Regions from separate parts of the Mus musculus genome. Here region 1 is linked to region 2. A link is a contact called in public HiChIP or PLAC-seq data. All regions are on one chromosome and are shown on one strand. Each heading gives the region's core, a stretch centred on a gene start, on an enhancer-like site or on the middle of the called end of the contact. The rest is flanking DNA. Distances are from core to core; before and after follow the strand shown. Region 1 overlaps Thada (thyroid adenoma associated). Region 2 has its middle 28 kb from the start of Gm35551.

The links. HiChIP or PLAC-seq counts read pairs in DNA pulled down with a chosen protein or histone mark.
Region 1: a contact with region 2 is called in an H3K27ac HiChIP or PLAC-seq map of heart atrium, with 6 read pairs. The contact joins two enhancer-like sites. A contact is called at or near these places in 4 of 484 Hi-C or Micro-C datasets (CD4 T cells, bone marrow-derived macrophages, liver and 1 more) and 6 of 115 datasets of contacts at active chromatin or transcription factors (the HPC-7 cell line, bone marrow-derived macrophages, embryonic stem cells and 3 more).

What each region holds. Positions count from the first base shown.
Region 1 is chr17:84,266,671-84,272,644 of GRCm38.p6, reverse strand. All of the region lies in intron 30 of Thada (thyroid adenoma associated), which reads left to right. Among named protein-coding and RNA genes, the nearest start is that of Gm24492, 18 kb to the left of the region's middle. Within about 2 kb of position 3,859, at least 80 of the 459 cell types and tissues checked have an H3K27ac peak or open chromatin away from gene starts, as enhancers often do. A contact at or near this core is called in heart atrium and microglia, where this site is marked.
Region 2 is chr17:84,108,761-84,114,184 of GRCm38.p6, reverse strand. No RefSeq gene overlaps it. Among named protein-coding and RNA genes, the nearest start is that of Gm35551, 28 kb to the right of the region's middle. Within about 2 kb of position 1,659, at least 132 of the 459 cell types and tissues checked have an H3K27ac peak or open chromatin away from gene starts, as enhancers often do. A contact at or near this core is called in heart atrium and microglia, where this site is marked.

The DNA of each region.
Region 1 (5,974 bases), core at 2,610-5,109, 160 kb before region 2:
CTTTCAAGTTGTGAGGAGGTTTCAGTCGTTTCCAGACTTTTTGGAGTATTTTAGACCTTTGCATTGTGGTGAAAAAGTATTTCTTGACAATTTTTCTAAAATTGCTAAGCGTTGGTGCTAGGAGTTTAATATATTTCAATAGTCAGATGTTGCTTACCCTCGCCAAGACCCCAACACTGTTAGCTGGTCTGCATTGTACAAACCCTTGGGTGCTTGAAGGCACTGAAGAGAAGGTAGAACATGCATGGAAGAGGGAACTGAAGTTTGCCAGGATTCGATGGGTAGTCGGCTTATGTCAGCAAAAGTGGAGGGGACCTTTTTTATTTTTTTTTCATTTTTTTCTTTTCTTTATTTCTTTCTTTCTTTTTCTTTTTTTTCTTTCTTTCTTTTTTTTTTCTTTCTGTTTTGCCAGTCTTACATGTGCTTGTTCTGGAACTTAGAATATAAAGTGATGTGAAGAGTAAAAACAACCTTCCATTTTATCATGTGTAGAGAAAACTCTTAACACTGTGTGCAAAATCTTTGGATCCCCAGATATTGGTAGAACAGTGTCTCTTCAAGGCTCCTGTAGGAGTTAACTTTAGCAAAGGTAGTTAAGAAGAGGCCAGTTGTGGGCAGTGGTGCGTGCCTTTAATCACAACACTCAAGAGACAGGCAGGCGGATCTCTATAAATTTGAAGCTAGCCTAGCCTGCAAAGTGATTCCAGGACAGCCAGGGCTTTCTTATACAGAGAAACCTGTCTGGGGGGTTGGGGGGGAGAGAAAGAAGAGGCCAGTAGTACTTAAGACAGCCCTGTGAAATGATGCCATAACCCTCCATGAGGTAGAGGAAACTGGGCAGGTCACACTGAAAGTGTGGCGAGCCACTGGTGGCTGTCCACCACGGCGGGTGTGGTGATAGGGTGTGTAGTGACTGTCTCAGGCCATACTTAACTGTGGGCGTGCTCACTGGTTGGGTCCTCTTTGTCTAAAGTGCCACTGAGGTTATGGAAGCTGCTCAGTGGTTTCCCTAAGTGTGAGATTGCTTGCCTTCTGTGTAGCCCATTGCCTTCAGCCTCCCTAAGACACACTTCCAGAGAACAGAGGCCTGGGGTCGCATTTGTGCCTTGTCTTTACAGATCTTCCAGCTGTTGTTCTGGGGTCAGGAAATGGAGGCTCTCCAAGAATTGTCTGCTGAAAATCATTTTTAGCCATACCCTCGTCGGGAGTTAAGCCGTGGCTCTGAAGCTTGTATAGGGAAGAGTCTCTGTCCCTTTTGCTCAGGCGCACCAGAAGTCCTTAGGCCATTCCTTCTTGGTGCATGAGAAAGAAGATGGAGGGACAGGCCAGACTTTGACGGGCACAGTTTGTTCAGTGCCTGGAGGTGGCTGAGAAGTCTTAGTTCTACACAGCCACTCTTCAGCTGGAGAGGGTCTTCCTACCTTGGCAGACATCCTCCATGGTCCCTGTCACTGTTGTCCAATCAACCTTGTCATTGTGAGCATCCCTCCACCCCCTTCTGAGGTTTTTTCCTCTGATTTCTTTAGCCTTAGCCTAGAAAATACAGCCCTGAGTCACATGAGCTCACTGGGTTCTGCCTCCTTGCCCAGAGCACAGGAAAGCCACAGTTGTGCTTCCTACAGTCAGCTCTCTTATCCAAGTGTGAACTTCCCACTCAGTAGGTGGCTCCTAATGCCAGGCCTCCTCTTGCTCCCCAACATACGGTTTTTACAAGTATTAATCAGGGTGTGTTCGAGCCTAGGGTAGAGTTTGGGAGGAAATCGTGCTGCAGAAGCTGAGGATATTCCAGAGCTTTGCAGGAGCCATTCTGTATTACCCACATTATTGAGGAATGCCACAGGCTGAGTTGGAAACCGTAGAACTCCATGTAGGTAATGAAAATATCACCTGTCCTGGGCCTGCCTTGTCTCTGAGGGCCTCTTGCTGTGGAAAATGTTTGTCTACACAGGTCAACTGAATGCTCAGATGAACCCATTTAGGGTCATGGTAGTTGCCTATCAGAGCAAAACCTTTCTGACTTTCTTCCCTGCTTTGCCATGAAGATGTTACTGTGGGAGTATTCCAGAGTCAACTGCTGAAGAGGCCCCTTTATATTCCTGGGCATTTACATATGAAAGATAAATGTGCCTTGGACTTACTGAGGCCTCTCTGTAGCTTTCTAATGTAACCTATGAGAAATTACTGTTGCCAAGAAAAGAAACTTAGTTGCTGGGCAGTGGTGCAGCCTTTAATCCCAGCACTTGGGAGGCAGAGGCAGGCAGATTTCTGAGTTTGAGGCCAGCCTGGTCTACAGAGTGAGTTCCAGGACAGCCAGGGCTACACAGAGAAACCCTGTCTCAAAAAAAAAAAAAAAAAAAAAAAAAAGGAAGGAAGAAACAACAAACAGTTTGTTTCGGTTCTGGCAGTAACACATTTTTCCTCCTGTAGTTTATTCAATCCTTGAGTTCATTCAGTCCAGTGAGCTCGAGGGTTTAGGGCACGAGCCATTTATCTGTCCTTTTGTTCCAAAAGGTTTCTTTTAAAAAAAAAAAAAAATTATGGGAGCTACAGATAATCAAGTGAATTTTAAAATTTGAACTCTGAAGTTAAAAGCATACAGACTTTTGTCATACATTTGTGTTTATACTTTACAAGATTAATCAGGGTTTATTTATATGAGCTGGTTGAGCAACGTTGTTGGGGACTTTTCCATGATAAATGGCTGGGTGGGAATGTGGTTTGAATAAAGAACATGGCATTTGCTCTTGCAGGCTGCTTTTCATTCCAGGATGTCAGGAGTCTTATGGAAATCAGCTCATTAATCCTTCCTGTCCTCCCTTCTCCCTTTCTCAGCCTTCCCTTCTCAGTCCAGTTCTTTCCTCTGGTATGAGGGCAGCGGTTACCAGATCCCGGTGTGAGGGCAGCGGTTACCAGATCCCCGTGTGAGGGCAGCGGTTACCAGATCCCGGTGTGAGGGCAGCAGTTACCAGATCCCCGTGTGAGGGCAGCGGTTACCAGATCCCCGTGTGAGGGCAGCGGTTACCAGATCCCGGTGTGAGGGCAGCGGTTACCAGATCCCCGTGTGAGGGCAGCGGTTACCAGATCCCCGTGTGAGGGCAGCGGTTACCAGATCCCCGTGTGAGGGCAGCGGTTACCAGATCCCCGTGTGAGGGCAGCGGTTACCAGATCCCGGTGTGAGGGCAGCGGTTACCAGATCCCGGTGTGAGGGCAGCGGTTACCAGATCCCGGTGTGAGGGCAGCGGTTACCAGATCCCCGTGTGAGGGCAGCGGTTACCAGATCCCCGTGTGAGGGCAGCGGTTACCAGATCCCCGTGTGAGGGCAGCGGTTACCAGATCCCCGTGTGAGGGCAGCGGTTACCAGATCCCCGTGTGAGGGCAGCGGTTACCAGATCCCGGTGTGAGGGCAGCGGTTACCAGATCCCGGTGTGAGGGCAGCATTTACCAGATCCCGGTGTGAGGGCAGCGGTTACCAGATCCCGGTGTGAGGGCAGCATTTACCAGATCCCGGTGTGAGGGCAGCATTTACCAGATCCCCGTGTGAGGGCAGCATTTACCAGATCCCGGTGTGAGGGCAGCGGTTACCAGATCCCCGTGTGAGGGCAGCGGTTACCAGATCCCGGTGTGAGGGCAGCGGTTACCAGATCCCGGTGTGAGGGCAGCGGTTACCAGATCCCCGTGTGAGGGCAGCGGTTACCAGATCCCCGTGTGAGGGCAGCGGTTACCAGATCCCGGTGTGAGGGCAGCAGTTACCAGATCCCGGTGGGGTGGAAATCTTGCCCAGGTCAGGAAGCAAGTGAGATTCAGAATGAGCCCCGTCCTGGGAAGGGATGTCACAACATTGTCTAGGGATGTCACAACATTGTCTAGGGATGTCACAACATTGTCTAGGGATGTCACAACATTGTCTAGGGATGCCACAACAGGGTGCAGTCCAGGCCCCTTGGATGGTCCTCCTGCTGCGCTTGCTGTCTTCAGGCTGCAGCTCTGCTGTCCTAGCAGTCACAGGCTCCACCCTAACAGAAAGAACTTTGAAAAGCTCTCTCAAGCAGGACTCAGAGGAAACGGCTTGTTTACCTTGGCTGTGACTTGGGATTACAATTATATTGGGCTTCAGTTTTTTCAGAAGTGGTTTGTTATCTTGTGTTTCCCTCAGCCATAAAAGAGTAAATATGTATTGGATGTTCCTTTTAGAAAACTTGATGACATAAACCATGTGTGTGGGTACACGTGTGTTAATCCTACTACTTAGGGGTACGGAGACAAAGGGGCTGTTGCAAATTTCAGACCAGTCTGAGCTACTCAGTGAAACAGTTTCAAAAAAACAAACCAAACTGAAGAAGATAAGCAGGTGAGCTTTGTGTGCTGCTGGGCTCTGGGGTGGGGAATGGGATGGCCGAAGGGAAACATTCTCTACAGAACTTCATCCCTGGTTTTCCTTGGCTATCATTCATAGCAAGGAAAAATAATTTGAAAAACAATATAAAAGTGAAATCTACTCTTAGCACAGTTCTCTGTGGTTACATCATCTTTTTCCTTTTTTTAAAAAACATAGCTAAGGTTCTATTAAGTATAAAAGTTATAGCTTCCTTTTTTTCACTTGGCAATATGAAAATATTTGCTATTATTATTACTTAAAACTTTATGGCTGCTATGGAAAATGGTATCACACTTCCTTAAAAACTGGAAATAGAATCAGTATCTAATCCTGCAGTTCTCCGTCTAAGTTCAGAGAAAGAGAAAGCAGGCTTCGATGGTTGTACTGCTATGCTCAGAGCAACGTTCTTCCTGGTCACCAAACCACAGAACAGCAGTGTTCATTGCTGACAATGTAAGCAAAATATGCTATATACATATGGTAACATTAGTCCATCTTTAAAAGAGAAGTTCCCATCCTCAACTAGGGATTGAACCCAGGCCTTTCCACATGCTAGGCCAGTGCGCTGCCACAGCTATATCCCCAAGCAGCAAGAGAGATCTGACCTGTGCCACCACATGGAGGTACCCCGAGAGATGGCTGGCTGAGCAGATAGTTCATAGACACAGAAAGTAGAGCTGTCATTGGCAGCGTGTGATGGGACAGCCAAGAGATAGAAGTGCTGGGGTTAACATAGTAACTTCATACTTAAAACATTTAAAAATAGCAAGTACAAACAAAAACTAAAATCTCTATTATTTCTTCAGAGTTTTTTTTTTTTTCAATTTGGGGAATTGGGGGGTTGATTTTTCCTATCACTATCCATCTCTACAAAAAAAATAATTTTGCCTAATTTTGCCTTTTTGATTAACTAGGAAAAGAATCTTTTGTTGAAAAGTGGGCTTAAGCATCTCTCTGTGTGTCTCTATGCCTGTGTGTGTGTGTGTGTGTGTGTGTGTGTGTGTGTATGTATGAGGGGGCGGAGAGAGAGAGATTGGGCTTATTGGTTTGTTTTGCTGGGTTTTTTGAGATTGGTCTCATTATATAGTTCTTACTCTCCTGAAACTCACCAAGATCCACCTGCCTCTGCCTCCCAAGTGCGCTGGGATTAAAAGCATATGCCACTATAATTGGCTTCATTGCTCTACTTTGCCTTCATTGCTGCGTGTGGTGTGGAGTCAGTCTGTAACTCTGGCCTTAGGTTTCATTTCTAAAAGCAGACTAAGTCTCTTGAGAGGCAGCGCAGTGCTACAGCTGCTGTACGTTGTGAGACCCTCGTCCCACAAACAGTGCATGGAGACCTTGCCAAAAGTTTAAGGGTTTTTAAAAGTTATTTTTGGAATGCCTACTTTGTACCAAGCTCTGGATGAAGCAATCAATATATATGATTCCATGAGTTTATCTCAAAATGCTCTTGGTATTAGAAAATTAACTTTTCTGTGTTGACACACCCTATGTATAACACTAGTTTAGTTTGGCATAAGTTCAAGAGATAAGGCAAACAAGTATGGTTATGTTTTCAACTTTTACTTTCAATGTTTTAACACAGTAACTGACACG
Region 2 (5,424 bases), core at 410-2,909:
TCAGAGTCTGTAGGCCTCACCATGTGGCGGCCTCCTCCCTCCCCAAGCCTGGGCCGTGTGACTGAGTTCACAGCGCCCCCTGCTGGCAGGCTCTCTCAGAAGCTCCCTGTGGGCAGCCCGAACCCCACATTCCTTCACAGATGGGGTCTTGCCCTCTGTACACCCATTTTAAATCAAAAGTGCCCCCCAGAAAGTCTAGGCAGCATGAAGTCCAGGCTGGGGGTGGAGTTGGGGAGCCAGCCGGGATTCCCAGGATAAAGTTTAGTAGGCTCCTGAGTCTTTGAAGTCTGCCAGTCCAAGCCCACATGGACTGGTGGGGGATATCACATAAGGGCAGGTTTGAGGAATGAGGAGCCCTACCTATGTACCCTGAGCCTGACCCTCATCAGATCTGCAGAAGGCAGAAGCAGAAGAAGGTAGGGCGGTCTTCAGCCCTGCCTGCATATCTCTGTCAGACCCTTGCTCCACATTGGTGGCTTTACCCACTGGGAAAGTCAGCAAACTCAGCCTCAGCCCCACCTTGAGCTCTTTTACTGCTGGTGAGACTTCCCTACACTGTGGTCTTCCCAAGCTGCTTGTATCTAGCCAAACACAAAATTCCCCCTCCTCCAGGAAGCCTTCCTAGATGGCCCCAGGCTTCAGGGATTTTCTCTGGCTCCAAGCTTTTTGCAGGACTTCTCACATATATTTCATTGTCTTGTGCAAGTGTTATTTGATCCCATCTTTAGAAGCTCGGACCACTAGGTGGAAGACTTTGTGCTGCCTCTTTTCCTGGAGCTCTGGGAAGGTCTAGGGGGACAGAACATGCCTGTTAACTTTGTTTTAGACAGGGTCTCACATAGCCCAGGCTGGCCTCACATTCACTATGTAGCCCAGGCTAGTCTTGAACTTACTGGTCTCTAGTCTCAGCCTCACAAGTGCTGCAACTAAAGTGATTTTAAGATCAGCTGTAACCATGTGGGTGTGGTCTTGCCCCTGGGGCACATTGGCAATGTCCATTGATAATGTCTGGGTGTGTGGGTGGGGCCTGGATGCTAATGGTATCTTAGAATAAGTGTCAGAGATACAGTCATTGTCCTACAAGGCACAAAGAATAGTGCCCAGGTTATGAACACTGATTGAAATAAATTCAGATCTGGTATTTTTATTATAGTGACCAGGGTCAGTGGGTCCCACCGGAGACATCAGCACTCCCTGGGAGGATTGACAGAGCAAGGTTTGAATCAACTGTAACTGTTCCTTCTCTGTCCTCCATAGTTTTGGGTGCCCTGAAACACTTTTCTGGTCTGAATGTGGCTTGTGCAAGTGGAGGTGGGCCTGAGCCAAGGAGGAGGGTCCAGACCTGAATTAGAGTCCTTAGGGTAGTGTGGCCAGCCCTTGGGAGCAGAGAGTGCCTATAAATGGGGATGGAGTGACCCCTTTCAGTCCCAATGGACTGAGGTCCTCAGCTGTTCCTGTGTGCTCAGCATTTCTGTCTGCTGATGGGTGGGGCACTCTTCCCATAGCCAGATGTGGGAGGTGGTTGTGGCAATAACTGCCCTCCTGGGAAACAGCTGTCAGAACAGGACCGCTTTGACGAGCACATCAAAGCTGCTTGCACATCTCCTAGGAACTGACTGGGTGGGTGGGACAGAGCAGAGCCTTCAGCCAGGAACAGCTGTTGGCCAGGCCCCAGTGCAGCGCTGGAGGCCAAGGAAGGCATCCCCGTTAGCTGGGGGTTAGGAATGTCCCAGAGGCTAGTCATCGTGACACAGCTCTCCTCTGCATAATTCTAGGTGGGCTTGGGCTGTCCGGGGTTCTTGGTGACCCCCTGTCGCCTGTGGAGAACTCTGTAGGGGCCTGGCTCCCTCCTGAGGGCGGTGCTCCTAAGGAGGGGCAGGGAGGGACTCTCTTTCCTTTTCAAGCCATGGAGAGCAGGGGCACTTCCCTGTGAAGGCTCTAGCCTGTTTTTCCTTTCAAAGGGCCCAAACCTGACTAAGCAAAGGATGGGGCTTTGAGGAGAACAGGAAGCCAAGCTTCCCTGCTCTCACATTCTCCACAGCGAGGCCCCACGGCATCTCCTGAGGGCCAGGAGAGTACACGTATGTGAGACATGGGAACAGGCCCAATATCCTTGGATCTTATCCCATGGCATTGTGGGGCAGGGAATGTTCTGGGACCAGTCCTGGAACCAGATGCTGCAATATATAGGAAACAAGAACTTTAATTCCCCTAAAGCTTTGGCTTGCTCATCCGTAAATGGGTTTACTGACACTTCCTGTGCTCTAGGTTGTTGGGAGAGTTGGAGGGAAGGTACTAGAGGTGTGCCTGTGTCTGTGTGTGTATGTGTGCGTGCGTGTGTGTATCTGTGTGTATGTGTGCATGTGCGTATCTGTGTGTGTATGTGTGTGTGCGTGTGTGTGTATCTGTGTGTATGTGTGTATCTGTGTGTATGTGTGCATGTGTGTATCTGTGTGTGTATGTGTGCGTGTGTGTGTGTATCTGTGTGTATGTGTGCATGTGCGTATCTGTGTGTGTATGTGTGTGTGCGTGTGTGTGTATCTGTGTGTATGTGTGTATCTGTGTGTATGTGTGCATGTGTGTATCTGTGTGTGTATGTGTGCGTGTGTGTGTGTATCTGTGTGTGTGTCTGTGTGCGTGTGTGTGTGTATCTGTGTGTGTGTCTGTGTGTGTGTAGTTGGTGCTCACGACATGCTGCCAAACGTGGCTATAATATTATAAATCTAGCGTTGTAATCTTCACAGTGGCCTTTTCAGTGGCTGGCATGAAGTTTTAAGGTGGCCTGTATCGCTTTAGCTTAGAGTGAAAGCAAGGCTCTCTCTCTGGGAGGAGCCCTGAGGTGTGGCAGTTGAGAGAGATGGGCCCCAGGAACGTTTTAGGCACTTGGGTTCAGGATAAAAACGGCAGGTGTGGCATATCTGGGGCTACAGCTAGGGTTGGCTGGGTTCCTGTCACCTTAAGGGACTGTGTGTGTCAGTGTGTGCAGGTGGGTGACTGTGGTTCGTGACCTGTTTGAGCTTGTGTGTGTGGGACAAGTGTGTAACCAGGTGGGGCTGTGGGCAGTCTCATCGTGGGTGTTCGTGTGGGCCTGTGGGCCTGGATCTCACTCTTCGTGGATGGTTTGGTGCGTGCGTCTCACAATCTGATGGCCTCACTTCCCTCAGTGAGGGTGTCTCTCCGCATGTGCAGTGTGTGGCTGAGGGACTGGCTATTGCATCCTTTCTGACAGAGTTGTAGGTCTTGTGGGCATGCCAGCTATGAAGGAGGCCATGGAGGTCACACAGGCCTGCCCCCAAGGAGCAGTGGGCTTAGAGGCTCTGCTGGTGTGAGAAGCATCCTTTACTCTCTCTCTCTCTCTCTTTCTTTCTTGTTTATTATTTTTGTTTTGCTTTGTTTTTCAAGACTGGGTTTCTCTGGTTGTAGCCCTAGCTGTTGTGAAATTCACTCTGTAGACCAGGCTAGCCTTGAATGCTGCTGGGATTAAAGGTGTTCCTCTACCCCTGGCTGGCATTTAGTTTTAAGAGAAAGCAGCTGGCTTCCTTTCTCAAGCATCTATATTCCATCCTTCTCACAGCACATGGGAAGTGAGTGTATCTGCATTCCAGTTACTCTACATCTGTGTCAACACTTGGCACTGTCGATGTTTTTGAGTTCAGCTGTACTTAGTTATTTTCTATGCTTTCCTGGCTCTGTGGGGTTTTGGCCCGGAGCAGCCCCTAAGGAGTAGGCTTCTGACAGACAGCACACAATTTTTTTCAGACATGTCTTGAATATTACTTGGGAGGTATTTATGTTAAAAAGTTAGTTATTATTTGCTACAAATCTAAACAAGTGGGCCCCTTTGTTTCTGCTTAGTCCAGGCATCCTTCCTCGCAGCTTCCTCCTCCACACCTAAGTGAGGTAAGAGCTGATGGAGAAGTGGAAAGCCAGCCAGCCTACTCAGATCACTCCAGTCAGTTTGTACTTGTTGACTGTGTCTCCTGGGGCTCAGACTGGACGTGACTCACCCCGAGGCTCACAGCGAGTGCCTGGTAGGCTCACATAATCTAACCCCATGAACCCAAGCAGTGGTCAGGGTAGCTCCAGGAGGCTCTGGAAGCAGACCAGCCTGGTTTGCAAATACTGAGCCATACTGTCAACTTCGAGGGCAGCGTTACATAACAGTTCTCGGCTCTCAAGGCTTGTCCTCCATCTTGAGAACATCAGAAATGCAAAGCAAGCAGAGGTCACTTTCAGGGGTGGGGGGCTGGGTGTGGTTTTGTAGACTGACCACACAAACCTAGAATTTGACCTCCGTGTACCTCTAGGATCTGGGGAGAACTGTGGGTCCTTCTCTGAGGAAGGTTTCAAACATGTAGAACCAAATCAGGACTGCCAAAGCAACCAAGGAGAATAAGACACAGAGCTCCAGCCAGGGAGGCAGCCCTGAGAGGAGTGGAGAGTTTCTTTTAAAAGGTTTTCATCTTTATTTTAATTTTGTATGTGTGGGGGTTTGACCAGCATGCACGTCTATATACTACACATAGGCAGCGCCTGTAGAACCTAGATAGCACGGAATGCCCTGAGATTGGCATGGCATGCTTTTGTGAGCTGCCCTGTGGGTGCTGGGAATTGAACCCATGTCCTTTGCAAGAGCAGCCAGTGCTCTTACCCACTGAGCCATCTCTTCAGCCCCTTTCCCCTGAGGGGTTTCTTGATGAATACTTTACAGTTTATTTATTTTTAATTTAGTGTGTGTATGTGTGTGTTTGTGACTTTGAGTGTGTGTTTCTCAGTGTGTTTTGTGTATGTGTGTGTGTACACATAACACTCTGTAGAGATTAGTGGACAGTTTGAGGGGCTTGGTTCTTTCCTTCCATCATATGGGCTCCAGGAATTGAACTCAGGTCATCAGGATTGGTGGCAGGCACCTTTGCCCAGTGAGCCAGCGGACATCTGTTGGGAATCAGTTCTCACCCCCATCCATCTTGTTTCTCCTCCTGCTTTTTAGTCTCTAGGGCAAGGGCCCACCAACTTTCAGGTGAGTCTCTATCTCTGTTTCCCATGTCATCAGAGGAGCGCTGAGATCTCAGACTTGAGCCGCCTCATCCAGCTTTAGGAAGGTGACAGGTTCCAACTTGGGGTACCAGGCTGTGTGGCAAGCACCCTTACCCGCCATTAACTCCCAGCCATCTCACCTGCCCTTGAGCAACACTTACCTGGTGGTTGTTCCGCAGCGGTGATGAGTAAGCTTTTTAAAAGGTCTGCAACGAGTCTAAAGTGATCTGTGCCTGTTGCTATTGTAGATGTTTCCAATACATAGACAGGAAGAGCAGACTCGAAGTTAAAGGCTAGTAACAATACCTACACATACACATAAACACACACACACACACACACACACACACACACACACACACACATTCACACACACACCCTTCCTTA